Regions from separate parts of the Mus musculus genome. Here regions 1, 3 and 4 are each linked to region 2. A link is a contact called in public Hi-C and HiChIP or PLAC-seq data. All regions are on one chromosome and are shown on one strand. Each heading gives the region's core, a stretch centred on a gene start, on an enhancer-like site or on the middle of the called end of the contact. The rest is flanking DNA. Distances are from core to core; before and after follow the strand shown.

The links. A called contact is a pair of places that touch in the nucleus more often than the background predicts. HiChIP or PLAC-seq counts read pairs in DNA pulled down with a chosen protein or histone mark.
Region 1: a Hi-C map of psoas muscle shows a contact between it and region 2, with 2.4 times the contacts expected there. The contact joins two enhancer-like sites. A contact is called at or near these places in 2 of 15 datasets of contacts at CTCF or cohesin (large pre-B cells and pro-B cells), 6 of 484 Hi-C or Micro-C datasets (the AML12 cell line, B cells, cortical neurons and 3 more), 2 of 115 datasets of contacts at active chromatin or transcription factors (acute myeloid leukemia and pancreatic cancer cells) and 1 of 9 other capture datasets (embryonic stem cells).
Region 3: an HNF4G HiChIP or PLAC-seq map of pancreatic cancer cells shows a contact between it and region 2. The contact joins two enhancer-like sites. A contact is called at or near these places in 1 of 15 datasets of contacts at CTCF or cohesin (the NIH/3T3 cell line), 3 of 484 Hi-C or Micro-C datasets (cortical neurons, cranial neural crest and nephron progenitors), 1 of 115 datasets of contacts at active chromatin or transcription factors (pancreatic cancer cells) and 1 of 9 other capture datasets (embryonic stem cells).
Region 4: an HNF4G HiChIP or PLAC-seq map of pancreatic cancer cells shows a contact between it and region 2. The contact joins two enhancer-like sites. A contact is called at or near these places in 1 of 484 Hi-C or Micro-C datasets (embryonic stem cells), 4 of 115 datasets of contacts at active chromatin or transcription factors (acute myeloid leukemia, embryonic stem cells and pancreatic cancer cells) and 1 of 9 other capture datasets (embryonic stem cells).

Annotation. Positions count from the first base shown.
Region 1 is chr4:105,312,284-105,315,033 of GRCm38.p6, forward strand. Gm40217 (a long non-coding RNA gene) reads right to left here. Exons shown (of 4, transcript XR_867967.1): 3 at 2,602-2,714. Among named protein-coding and RNA genes, the nearest start is that of Gm40217, 5.5 kb to the right of the region's middle. Within about 2 kb of position 1,343, at least 17 of the 459 cell types and tissues checked have an H3K27ac peak or open chromatin away from gene starts, as enhancers often do.
Region 2 is chr4:105,936,086-105,939,028 of GRCm38.p6, forward strand. No RefSeq gene overlaps it. Among named protein-coding and RNA genes, the nearest start is that of Gm29922, 92 kb to the left of the region's middle. Within about 2 kb of position 1,291, at least 50 of the 459 cell types and tissues checked have an H3K27ac peak or open chromatin away from gene starts, as enhancers often do. A contact at or near this core is called in pancreatic cancer cells, where this site is marked.
Region 3 is chr4:105,361,379-105,364,415 of GRCm38.p6, forward strand. No RefSeq gene overlaps it. Among named protein-coding and RNA genes, the nearest start is that of Gm40217, 44 kb to the left of the region's middle. Within about 2 kb of position 1,718, at least 43 of the 459 cell types and tissues checked have an H3K27ac peak or open chromatin away from gene starts, as enhancers often do. A contact at or near this core is called in pancreatic cancer cells, where this site is marked.
Region 4 is chr4:105,290,390-105,293,280 of GRCm38.p6, forward strand. No RefSeq gene overlaps it. Among named protein-coding and RNA genes, the nearest start is that of Gm40217, 27 kb to the right of the region's middle. Within about 2 kb of position 1,487, at least 54 of the 459 cell types and tissues checked have an H3K27ac peak or open chromatin away from gene starts, as enhancers often do. A contact at or near this core is called in pancreatic cancer cells, where this site is marked.

The DNA of each region.
Region 1 (2,750 bases), core at 93-2,592, 620 kb before region 2:
TCTCAGTACCTTTTTCCTCAATTGCCTGTTTAATAGCTTTAGTTTATCATTGCCTCCCACTAGCTTGCAAGCGTCTTAAGAGCACAGATAGTTTCTTAGAACTGTAATAGTCTCAGTACTTAGTTGGGGGATAATAAACATTAATTAGATTTTGGCTGCATGATTGAAAAGTGCAGGATTGCATGAATCACAATGATGGCTCTGTTTGATTTGCTATTAAGTGCTTATTGAGATGGCGCTTAATATATGAGTGTTATCTCACTCCAACTTTGTTTTGTTTATTTTGACAATTGAACCCAGAGTCCTACACACGCTAAGCACATGCCCTGCACATGCTAAGCACATGCCCTGCACATGGTAAGCACACGCCCTGCCCTTCAGCCACATGCACAGCCATGCACATTGCCCCTTTCTGTAACAGCGTTCTTTCTCCTTTCATCCTGTGAGATCATGAAGACTCCGAGTGCCTCCCCTCTCGCCCCCCGGGAGACAAGAGCCTGTGTGACTCAACAGAGTGCTCCTTAGCCGATCCCTCCAGGTCCCTTGGCACAGATTATATTCTCCTTCCATCCTGCTTTAATCACCAGAGCCCCCAGTCCTCATCAAGCTCCCCGCCCTGTCTCAAACCAGTGCTTAAATGACACCAGTCTCTCAGAAGAAACAATGTAATTTTTCTGACCCTGGCTCACTCCTGCCTTTACAAATGTGAGATACTCAACAGGATCTTAGCAAGCTGTATCAGAAGACAGAACTGTACAACAAAGGCTGTGGACAATTGTGTTCCCATTTCCCTGCCTTTTTTTTTTTTTTTTTTTTTTTTGTGCTTTGTGGAATTGCTCTCCCAAAATATTCCCAATGCTTTATTTACTTAGACTTCAGGTTTATTTTGGGCTGAACTTTCCTGGAGCTGCGTCTTAGGATGTGCTTCGTATCCTGCTGCATTGCCATGTGACTTCAGCTCATCCAGGGAGGACCCGGGGCCCAGAGGATGTCAACCTCCTCTCTGTGCAGCCGAGACAGAGATGACCAACTCAACAGCTCAGCTGGAAATGTGTCCCAGAGGAAAGCCTTTGTGTCCTAGTCACCAAAACTATGCACAATAGCAGACACAAACCTTGTCAACTTTATCAGTTCTGTGTGCCAGGGACTCTGACGTGGCACAGTTTCCAGTGTCTTAGTGATCTGTGACTATAAGTAACTCAGACACTGAAAGACTCAAGTGGCCAGCCAGTGCTGGGAATTTTCTCATGTCAGGAAATTTTGGTGGTGAGGCATGCTAGACGCTTAGCAACTGGAGCACTGCGGGGAAGAAAGTCAGCCAGGCAGGAAGGGAGTGTGGGAACAGACAGGAAGATGACATGCGGCATGCTTTCGTGCTGGACAGCTCTATGTGGAGTCCCTCCTCCTCATAGCCTCAGTTTCCTAACTGGCAAACAGAGGTGATGAGAGCAGGGCACACAGCATGGGCTCTGGGTGCCAAGTCTCATGCCCTTCCCAACCCGTGTCTAGGGGAGGTGAACTGAGGCTTACCCAGTCTGTGCTGGGTCTACTTTGTGGATCTGAGGATGTTAGTGAACCATCAAAGCTGGGACTTGGAGTTCAAGGACTCTAAGGATATTGGAAAAGGACCACTCAGAGTTAGCAGCTCATTCAAGCATTCTGGATTCACACTGGGTCATAGTGTAATGTAGTGTAATGAAGTGCTGGGGGTCTCCAGAAGAACCCAGGGTATACCCGTGAGTCCATTACTGAACTAGCAAGTTTACAACTCCTAAGGTGCTATTTGCACTTTTTCTTTTTGGCAGTGGGTAGGGAAGCAGGGGATGGGGAGAAAGGGGTAGAATGGGGGAGAAGAAGGGGCAGTCAAAAGCAATCAAAGATAAAACCACTGTTTTATTTTGAATCAAAGTTGTGATCCTGTCCTGGAGAGATAGTTTAAGGGTGTGTTCTGCTCTACCGAGAGCCCCAGCTTGGCTCCCAGCACCCATGTAGGGCCATCCCAACCATCTGTAACTACAATTCAAGGTGATCTGGTACCCTCTACTGGACTCTGTGGGCACCTGTAGTCACGTGAGCACAAACCCACATGCACACAGAAATTTTATGTATTATTTTAAAAAAATCCTTAAAAAAATGTACTGGTAGAAAAATGTCTCTAGACGGAACACTTCATATGCTATCACTGCCTTTCAACTCCTGAACTGTGCAACAATCTCTGTGACAAAATAGCTATGACCTGGAAAGTGTCCTTTGAAGGACAGTGGCAGTCTGATGACAAAAGCTGAGCAGAGTGTTTGAGGTGGGAGCTGAACTACATGACTTTATCTGAGTGCCATTTTCCCTTGGCTTGGAAATGGCTTGGAGTGGCTTGGAGCTAGCTACAACACTGTGCTTATTGATCCTTGGGTAGTTGGCGGGGGGGGGGGCAGCGGGGGAGGGAGGCGGGAGAGAAGGAGGGAGGGAGGGAGGGAGGAAGGGAGGGAGGGAGGGAGGGAGAGGAGAGTCTTCTGAAGGCTCCTATGTGAAAGGTTTGGTCCCCAGCCTATGCACTATTGGAAGGCAATGGTACCCTCAAGAGGTGGGACTTAGCAGGGGTCTTACCGTCACTGGACACACTTGACAAGGATATAAGATCACAAGCCCTCTTCTCCCCCTCTTTTCTCAGCTGGGGTACATGTCTCGTCCCACCATGATAATGTGGCCTCTCCACAGACCTAAAGATAATGGAACTCTTAGATCGTAAACTAAAA
Region 2 (2,943 bases), core at 41-2,540:
ACACCAAGTCCTTCCAAGTAACACTAGGTCAACCCTAAAGACTCATGCTTTCTGCCATTGGCTTTCATGTTTTGTATACTTGACAGTGGAAATATAGAATTCTTTTTAAATTAAAAATGATGGAGAAGAGATAAGGAAAAATCCTTGGTACGAAAATTTAGGGAACCTTTGAACAAAGCCATTTACTGGCACTGTCTCTCCTCCAAAGTGCTCAGTTGTGGAGTTTATCTAAGTCACGCGATATAGTCCTCAGTGAAGAAGAAAACAGCCAGTGATTATCTTTCACACAGTTTTCATTAATTAAAGATTCAAATATAAAAATAGATATATATGTGCTCGTCAATATGCTTGGATGCTGACTTGTACAGGAATAAAGGAAGGACTGTTTCGTGATGCTTACAGTTGAATACAGACCTGAATGTCCCAGTAAGGTGGACATTTATGAAGGAGGCTTCTCCTGTCATAAAAATCCTGTGATGGAAGCCAGAAGATCCACTAGAACTAAAGTAACAAAGGATTGTGAGCTGCCATGTGGGTGCTGGTAACCCTGGTCCTCTAGAGGAGCACCAGTAATATTGAAGCATCCCTCCACCACCTTTTACATTTTTAATTATGTGTATGGCATAGAGTGGGGGTGGGCACATGACTGCACATAAATGCAGGTTCCTACAGAGTCTAGAAGAGGGTGTCAGATCCCCTGCAGCTAGAGTTACAGATGGTTGCGAGCCACCTAATAAAGTGGCAGGAACTGAACGCAAGTCCACAGCGGGAGTAGTATGAGCTCTTAACTGCTGAGCCATCTCTCTAGGCTAGATGGCTCCTGGTTTCAGGAAAGGGTTTTAAGGGCAACCATGTTAACCACAAACCACAATTACACAGTCCAACATTCTTCCATCAGTGTCTTGGCAAGAAATAGAAGATTCTATGTGTTGACTGAAGGAAACTGAATGAAGAGGTTATTTAGATAGAGTCTATCCTAAAGGGTGAAAGAGCATTGAAATCTCAGACGGAGGAGACAGAAGGGTAACCCAGAAAAACAGGAAATAGTTCACTGGTCCAATAGTGTGGCTCCCAGGTCAGGATTAGGAAGCAGAAAATCCATCCAAATGATAAGTCCATCCCCAGTAAAAGACTAGCGGTGCCCAGCAGAGAGGAGGTGCATTTGGCGTGCCCCATGTCTCAGAGGTCTGTGGCTGAGAGGAGGAACTCAGTGGTTAAGTCAGAGCTACCCAGAGAACAAGGAACAATCACAAATCAGAGAACCCAGTGTCACATTGCCACAGCCAGCTGCTGGGAGTTAGCTTCATGACACAGCTGTGGGTCAGAGCGGGGCTAGTCACAAACATACTTAGGAGCTCAGGCTATAAGGGAGCTTTTATGGAGGGTTTCTTAGTTAGTGGCCTTGGAAAGAGAGACTGAGAGCCTCTAGCTAGAGGTCAGCCAGAAAGCCATGAGTCTTCCACCCATGGCTGAGAGAGACCTCCAAAGCTCTGGCCCACAGGCCATTCCCTAGTCCATCTTCTCCTGAAGGCTGTTCAGTACCAGAGAGGATCAGAAAGACCTGCCGATCATGGGTCTCAGTGTCCCTCCTGCCTCTCTCACATTTCAACACACGGAAGATACCTTCTGGTTTAGGCATCAACTTAGTCACCTCCAGAGTTACAAAACTGGGTGTCTGAGAAGTGAGAGCCTGCCTGGCTCACACACTACAAAGCTGTATGCAGTCAGAAGGAAACTGAATGATTCGTGAAGAAGGAATGCCCACAGAGAGACTACAGCACTGCTGAGCAACTGACCCTCCACCACTCGAGGCTCAGCTCCGGTTGAGTAGAATGAAACAAAACTACCTTCAGTTGATCACCCTCCGACATGGCAGCTTCAATATTAGAGGACTCAGAAGGAAACAGCTCTAATCATTTGCTCTTGCCTTTGGGAGATTCAGTCGTGGGATCCAGTCATTGGGGATTTTTCTTACATTTTCGTCTTATCTACCATTTCTCCCACTCTTCCTCAGACACGAAGGTGACGCCTGACTGAGATTGAGGGCATAAAGCCGTGAAATGCCTTCTCAATGGAAAGAGGAAGCACACAATCTTATTCCTTACCCAAAGGTTTATTCTCTGTAAACTTTTGTGTTTGCACCAGAAAAGTAAGACACTGGGGTTTGTTCCCAACAACCAAAGCATCCATGACTCGAGAGAATTTTGGGGAATGGGAATAAACAAACAATGGAGCTTTGGAATGAAGGCTAGGAACTGAATCTCTGGCACAATCATTGTGAAGCTCCAAATTCTTGTAGCATCCTCTGTGGGTTGGACACTGCTACCCTTATCCTGAGCATCTGAGTACATGGGTTACAGGACACTGTGTCTGTATCCCAGGAGCTGAGGATGTTGGGCTTGCTTGACATTTTTTAGTGAAAAGACTTATCTGAGCATTGTGCTAAGAATTTGGGGTGTCACGCTTTCTAATCAAAATAGTCTAACTACACATAATACAGAGATGGAAAGAAAACAAGACTAATATAGAAGAGTCCCCATTTGTCCCCAAATGGTGCCCCTGTAATTATAATTAAGGCCACTTTGGAAATGAAACGCTATGCTAACACTCTCCATATGATTCCAAACTGTGCCCTTAATCTTCTACTCAAAGGAAAAGATCACACAGCTACGTATCAAAAAATGTCTGCTCAGTAGCCAAGGGTTCAGATTGGCATCAATTCCAAGGTTGATTAGAATGTCAGAGTTAATGATTTTTCTACTTGAAAACTTCACATTTCTAATTATCCTAAGTACTATGTAAACAGTGTTGAAAAGAACCTAGCTAACTTCAGCTTTTCCCCAAAATTTCCTCAAATCGCTCTCTATGATACCCCTTTCTGCAACGACTTCGTGTATGTGATAGCCGAACGCACGACGGGCGCCTGCACCCTCTCGATTGAAT
Region 3 (3,037 bases), core at 468-2,967, 570 kb before region 2:
TTAGTAACTGGAGAATATTCTGCCTGATTCAGATCTTTACACTGCAGTTTATTAGAACATGAGCACATTGCTTAACTGTCTGCAATTCAATTTACTCATCTGTAAAAGGAGGCTAACTGCAGAAGTTTGCCTTTTATGACTATGTTGTGAGAACTGAATGAATTAACTTGTGAAAATACTTAAAGCCAACAACACCCAGCTTGTAGTAAGCAACTGTAGTAAACACTCACATGCATGTATAAGATATATATAGGATGCACACAGAGATGAGGTGTATGTAGATATGTATAACATATGCATATAGATGGTCTGTATATTTTATTGAGACATAGTTTTGCTATATAGCCAAGGTTGGCTTTGAACTTGCAACCCTCCTTTCTCAGTCTCTGAGTGCTGGATTATAGGCATCAGCTCTCATCCTTGGATGATATCCTTTACTGATATGAAGGAAGCAGATCTTAGTCATTATCCTTTTATCTTGGAGCCAGTGTGATGCCCTGCCCCTCTCCAGAATACAACATGTGCCTTTCACACTCTGGGCCCACCCTAGCACAGGTAATAGCTCTGGAAAATGTGCTTGAATCATTGGACAAATAAGGGATTGACCTGGAATGTGTCAGTCTGATGTGCAGTCCAACACCACGAGATTGAAAAATCAATGGGCCTAGTCTCAAGTGGCAGACATGAGCTACAAAGCGCTGACCTGTCAGCATGGAAGAAAGAGCCGTAGTCAAAGAAACTCCGGCCAGTCATTAAGCATGAAGGGGGAGCTGGGGCATCAGGAGCTCGTATTGGGCTGTGACATCACCTGCCATTCATTTATGTGGGTGAGAATGATTTACCAGCAGCCCAGGGCACATGGGGAGAAAATGTAACTCAGCTTCTCCATACATTAGAAATGTAAATGGCGCCGAGGAAATGACCTGGGTGTTGAGGTAATTTCCTAGATGGACCTGCAAATTTCATTTGTCCTCAGTTTTAAGGCAAGGGCCAAGAAACTGGAAGCTGGGATGTGGATGGTTCTGGGAAGCAAGGGGTATATGGTCTCCATCCTTACCATCCCTGGTCTCAGTAGGAACTCTTGAAGTATACGATGTCATAAGCGTGGAATCGGGTAAGGCTGCAAGGGTAGGACTTTCAACTACTAATTGTGCCAAGAGGAAGTGTCCCTGCTGTGCTTTGCAGGTCAGCCCATTGTGGCATGCACAACATGGAACTATATATTCTTACAGTGTACGTTTCTCTGAGCTGAGGACAGAGATCAATACAACCACCAGCCTCCAGAAACTCTGAATATGATGTCAGAAACCAACTCATTAGAGGGGGCTATTCCCAGAAGGTGAGTTAAATGTGAGAGACACCAGGCAGAGCAGACTAGGGGCCCTGACCTAACATGATAGCTACTGTCAGTGGTAGCTGTCAGTTACTGTCCTTAAGGATTCATTAGCAGCATCCCATATGCCTGCATTGGTGAGCTTTCTAAATGGCAAATGTGGCCATGTCATTTCTTATGTATGCCTTTTTAGTGAAATCAGTTCATATAGACTGAATACCTGTATCTCCTCAAAGTCCTCATTAGATCCCTAGCCTCCACAGGCTTGGTATTGGAAAGCAGAGCCCTTGAGAGGTTATTAGGATCGTGTGTATAGTTGGTGCTCTCATGAGGACAGATGGGAACTTGCCTGTCCCCTCTCTTACTCACTCTGTGGTGACGCAGTGAAGGAAGGGATTCTTTATAAATGAGTAAGAACGCCCTCAGCAGACTCCTACTGCTCTAGCACCTCCATCCCAGACTTCCAGCCTCCAATGAGAAATGCATTCTCATTGTTTATAAGCCACGCAGACTGTGGTGTTTGTCACAGCATCCAAGCTACAGTCATTTAAAACAACAATAGCTAACACTGAGGACTTTCCATCTCTAAACTCCCTTCCTCCTCTCTTCCTCTCCTTACCCCCTCTGTGTGTGTCTGCGTGTGTGACGGAGAGACAGAGACAGAGTGACAGAAGATATAAGCTATCTATTGCTTATATGAAAGAGCCCAATCTGCCTTGCAAAACTGGTACTTCCATGATGCACCCTGACCTTTACTTTCCAGTCATTCCCTTGGCCAAGCCTGCTTGTCTGATTATTCCAAGGAACTCTGGTGCCTTGCTGTCTTCTGTGCTGTCTCCTCTGGTGCTGCCTTCCTGCCTGTCACCTGGGCTGTTGTTACTCATCCTTTTAGACCAGCTGCCTGGTCCCCACCTCAGGCCAGAATTCACATCTCTGCCCTTTGGGCCTTTACACATCAGGCTGGAAAAGCTCTTCCTCTGTTTGTCACATGTTGTTTCAGAACTCATCTCCAGAACCACCCAGGTGTTCAGTCTTTGTAGACCCATGAGGAGGACTGACATGTTCTGCCGGAGGCCCTTGCTTGGTAAACATCCCTTGTTTCTCTTACAGCTGTACTGTGAGCTCATGGAAGCCAATGTCTGTTTCTGTGGCTCCAAATCCCCAGCTCTCAGTGACTGGGAAATAGTGAATGGATGCATTAATCCCACTACATTTTCGTTAAGCTGCCCATTTTAGCTTGCATCACACTGCCCCACAACTGCCTACCACTGCCTACCACTGCTTACCACTGCCTACCACTGCCTACCACTGCCTACCACTGCCTACCACTGCCCACCACTGCCTACCACTGCCTACCACTGCCTACCACTGCCTACCACTGCCCACCACTGCATACAATAAGCCCATTTGAGAACAGTTATTTATTGACCTTATTTATTCTATTTCCTCTTTCTGCTCTTCACACTGAGTAAGTGGGATATAGTATTTGTTAGATAGTTGAGTCTAGATTCAGAAAACTCAGTTGTTTCCATTTGACTTTTTTTCCTTTTAAACTAAGTTAAATGACATAAGATAAAGTCAAAGTGTACCTTACAGAAAGTTCTAAGCTCTGGGCTTAAGCCAGAATCTCTCTTCTGACCTTGGTCAGCCACTTACTCAAGCTGAATTTATTTTCTTGGAATGATTTGTCAGCTAGCCTAATAA
Region 4 (2,891 bases), core at 237-2,736, 650 kb before region 2:
CTTTGAGGTGATGTTAACACCAAGCAAGCAAGGACACCGAGAAGGGAGAAAGCATCATGGGCTTGACCTGACATTTGGGCCTGGCCTTCATTCCAGTCAGAATGGTCACATTTACATGCTATGTACAGGGTCTTAGAGGACATACCTTAAAAAAGATGTATATATGTGTGTATATATATATATATATTTAGAATATATTTATGTGCATATGAATATATTTAACTCATATATAATTCATGTATATAATTTCTGTATAATTTTACATACACATATCTATAAATACATGTATAAATATGTATGTGTGTAAAAATAAATATATTTATGTGTGTACATATTATATATCTCTATCTATTTATCTATCTATCTATCTATCTATCTATCTATCTATCTATCTATCTATCTATCTATCTAAAATTTCAGAATCTTTCATGGCTCTGTGTGATCCATACATGGAGTCCTATTTCTCTGTTGATAAAATGGAGGTCCAGAGAAGTAAAATGACCTACTCAAGGTCATATGGCTGGCACCACTTGGGGACAATTCAGCTTTTAGGGCCCATGTTCTTTCCAAGAGAGCTCACTGCCTCTACAAATAGCACGAGGCATGAGGGAGCAACAATTCCGTGCACCTGTGCACCATCCCCTCTTAGCTACTTCCTTGGACCACAGCCTGGAAAGTGCCCCATCTTGCTGTACCCTTTCAGCCTTGCGGGGGATCTCGGGGCTCTGGACTAATCCCATCGGAAGATTGAGTTACGTGGGCTGGCTGGCCTCTCTGTAGGAGAACTGGTTAATCCTCGGAACAGCCAGTTGCATCTTAGCCTTGCTGAGCAGAGCAGGGCTCTGATCCCTGTTCAAGGGTCTTTGAAATGTGAATGGCAGTCGTCCCTGAAGCTTTCTCTGCAGTGTTGCTGTTTGAGGCTTAGGTAGGAAGTGGGACAAAGCTGCTGGCCCCAGGCAGTGAGGCGTGCAAAAGTGTGTGTGTGAGCTTCAAGCACTTAAAAAGAAAAAAAAAAAAAAAAAAAGGAAGGAAAGGGCATGGTCGTTGACTGAGTGTGCACGCTGTGTTTGGGACTTTACAGGCATCTGAGAGCAAACATTACCCAAAGGATCCGAAGCTGTGATGCCAAAGACTACAGGACCAGTCATCCCTCTGTCATTTCTCTTGCTGGAATACAAATCTCTTTCAAATGACACCAAGGCAGGGGGGGTGGTATCCTGCCTAGGCCCCCTACAATCCTATTACTCCTGGTTTACACACAGAAAGGAAGTTGCTCAGAGGTCAAGCAAGGTCACAGAGTTAGTCACTAGTTCAATAGAACTTAAATTTAGGTCTTGGACGGCAGGGAAGTATGTGATGGTGGGGGGTGGGCACAGTGGAGAAGAATACTTCTAAAGCCACTGAACTCCTAAGAGGAAGCTGGAGTTGGTGGAGGGCAGGTCCAAGCTTGACATGTGGTGATGTTTATTGCTTGTTTCCAGTTCAGATGGAGTGGCAGGGAGCAGAGGGGCTCTTTCCCCCACACAGGGGTCTGAAAGGGGCTCTCTCAAAGATGCCTGCTGCTCTCATTCCTTCCTCAGGAGCCAGTCCTGTGCTGGCCCTGGAGGGCAGAGGCCATCCCTCAGAGAAAGGCCTCTTTCCCTCAGCGAGCTGAGCTTGCAGAGCTGCTGTCTCCTTGGCCTCCTTGGCCCTGGCCATTGGGCAGAGCTACACCAAGAGAGCAGTGGCCTCACAGCTCCATAGCCCCATCTGGAAGAATTGTAATGACGATAACAATAGTAGTTATAATAATTATTTTAAATTCTCCCAATATATTTTACCGAGTGCGTTGTTTCTTTAGCAAAAAGTTTTTGGGCATAGAATTTTATCATTTAAAGAAATAGAGACTTAACCCCTCCCCCCAGGTTGTTTATACTCCTTAGAGTGGGTTCCTTCCAACACTCACAGGCGTTAGCAATGGACACGTCCTGGAATCCAGTGAGAGACATGTCCTGGGATCCAGTGATGGACAGGTCCTGGGATCCAGTGATGGGCACGTCCTGGGATCTAAATTACATGGTAGATGCTGGGGCTGTGGAGATTGAGGAAGGGAAGTCACCGGGAAGGGAGAGGGTTAGCTCTTTTTTTTTTTTTTTTTTTTTTTTTTTTTTTTTTTTTTCCATTTTTTATTAGGTATTTAGCTCATTTACATTTCCAATGCTATACCAAAAGTCCCCCTTACCCACCCACCCCCACTCCCCTACCCACCCACTCCCCCCCTTTGGCCCTGGCGTTCCCCTGTACCGGGGCACACAAAGTCTGCGTGTCCAGTGGGCCTCTCTTTCCAGTGATGGCCGACTAGGCCATCTTTTGATACATATGCAGCTAGAGTCAAGAGCTCAGGGGTACTGGTTAGTTCATAATGTTGTTCCACCTATAGGGTTGAAGATCCCTTTAGCTCCTTGGGTACTTTCTCTAGCTCCTCCATTGGGAGCCCTGTGATCCATCCATTAGCTGACTGTGAGCATCCACTTCTGTGTTTGCTAGGCCCCGGCATAGTCTCACAAGAGACAGCTACATCTGGGTCCTTTCGATAAAATCTTGCTAGTATATGCAATGGTGTCAGCGTTTGGATGCTGATTATGGGGTGGATCCCTGGATATGGCAGTCTCTACATGGTCCATCCTTTCATCTCAGCTCCAAACTTTGTTTCTGTAACTCCTTCCATGGGTGTTTTGTTCCCACTTCTAAGGAGGGGCATAGTGTCCACACTTCAGTCTTCATTTTTCTTGAGTTTCATGTGTTTAGGAAATTGTATCTTATATCGTGGGTATCCTAGGTTTTGGGCTAGTATCCACTTATCAGTGAGTACATATTGTGTGAGTTCCTTTGTGAATGTGTTACCTCACTCA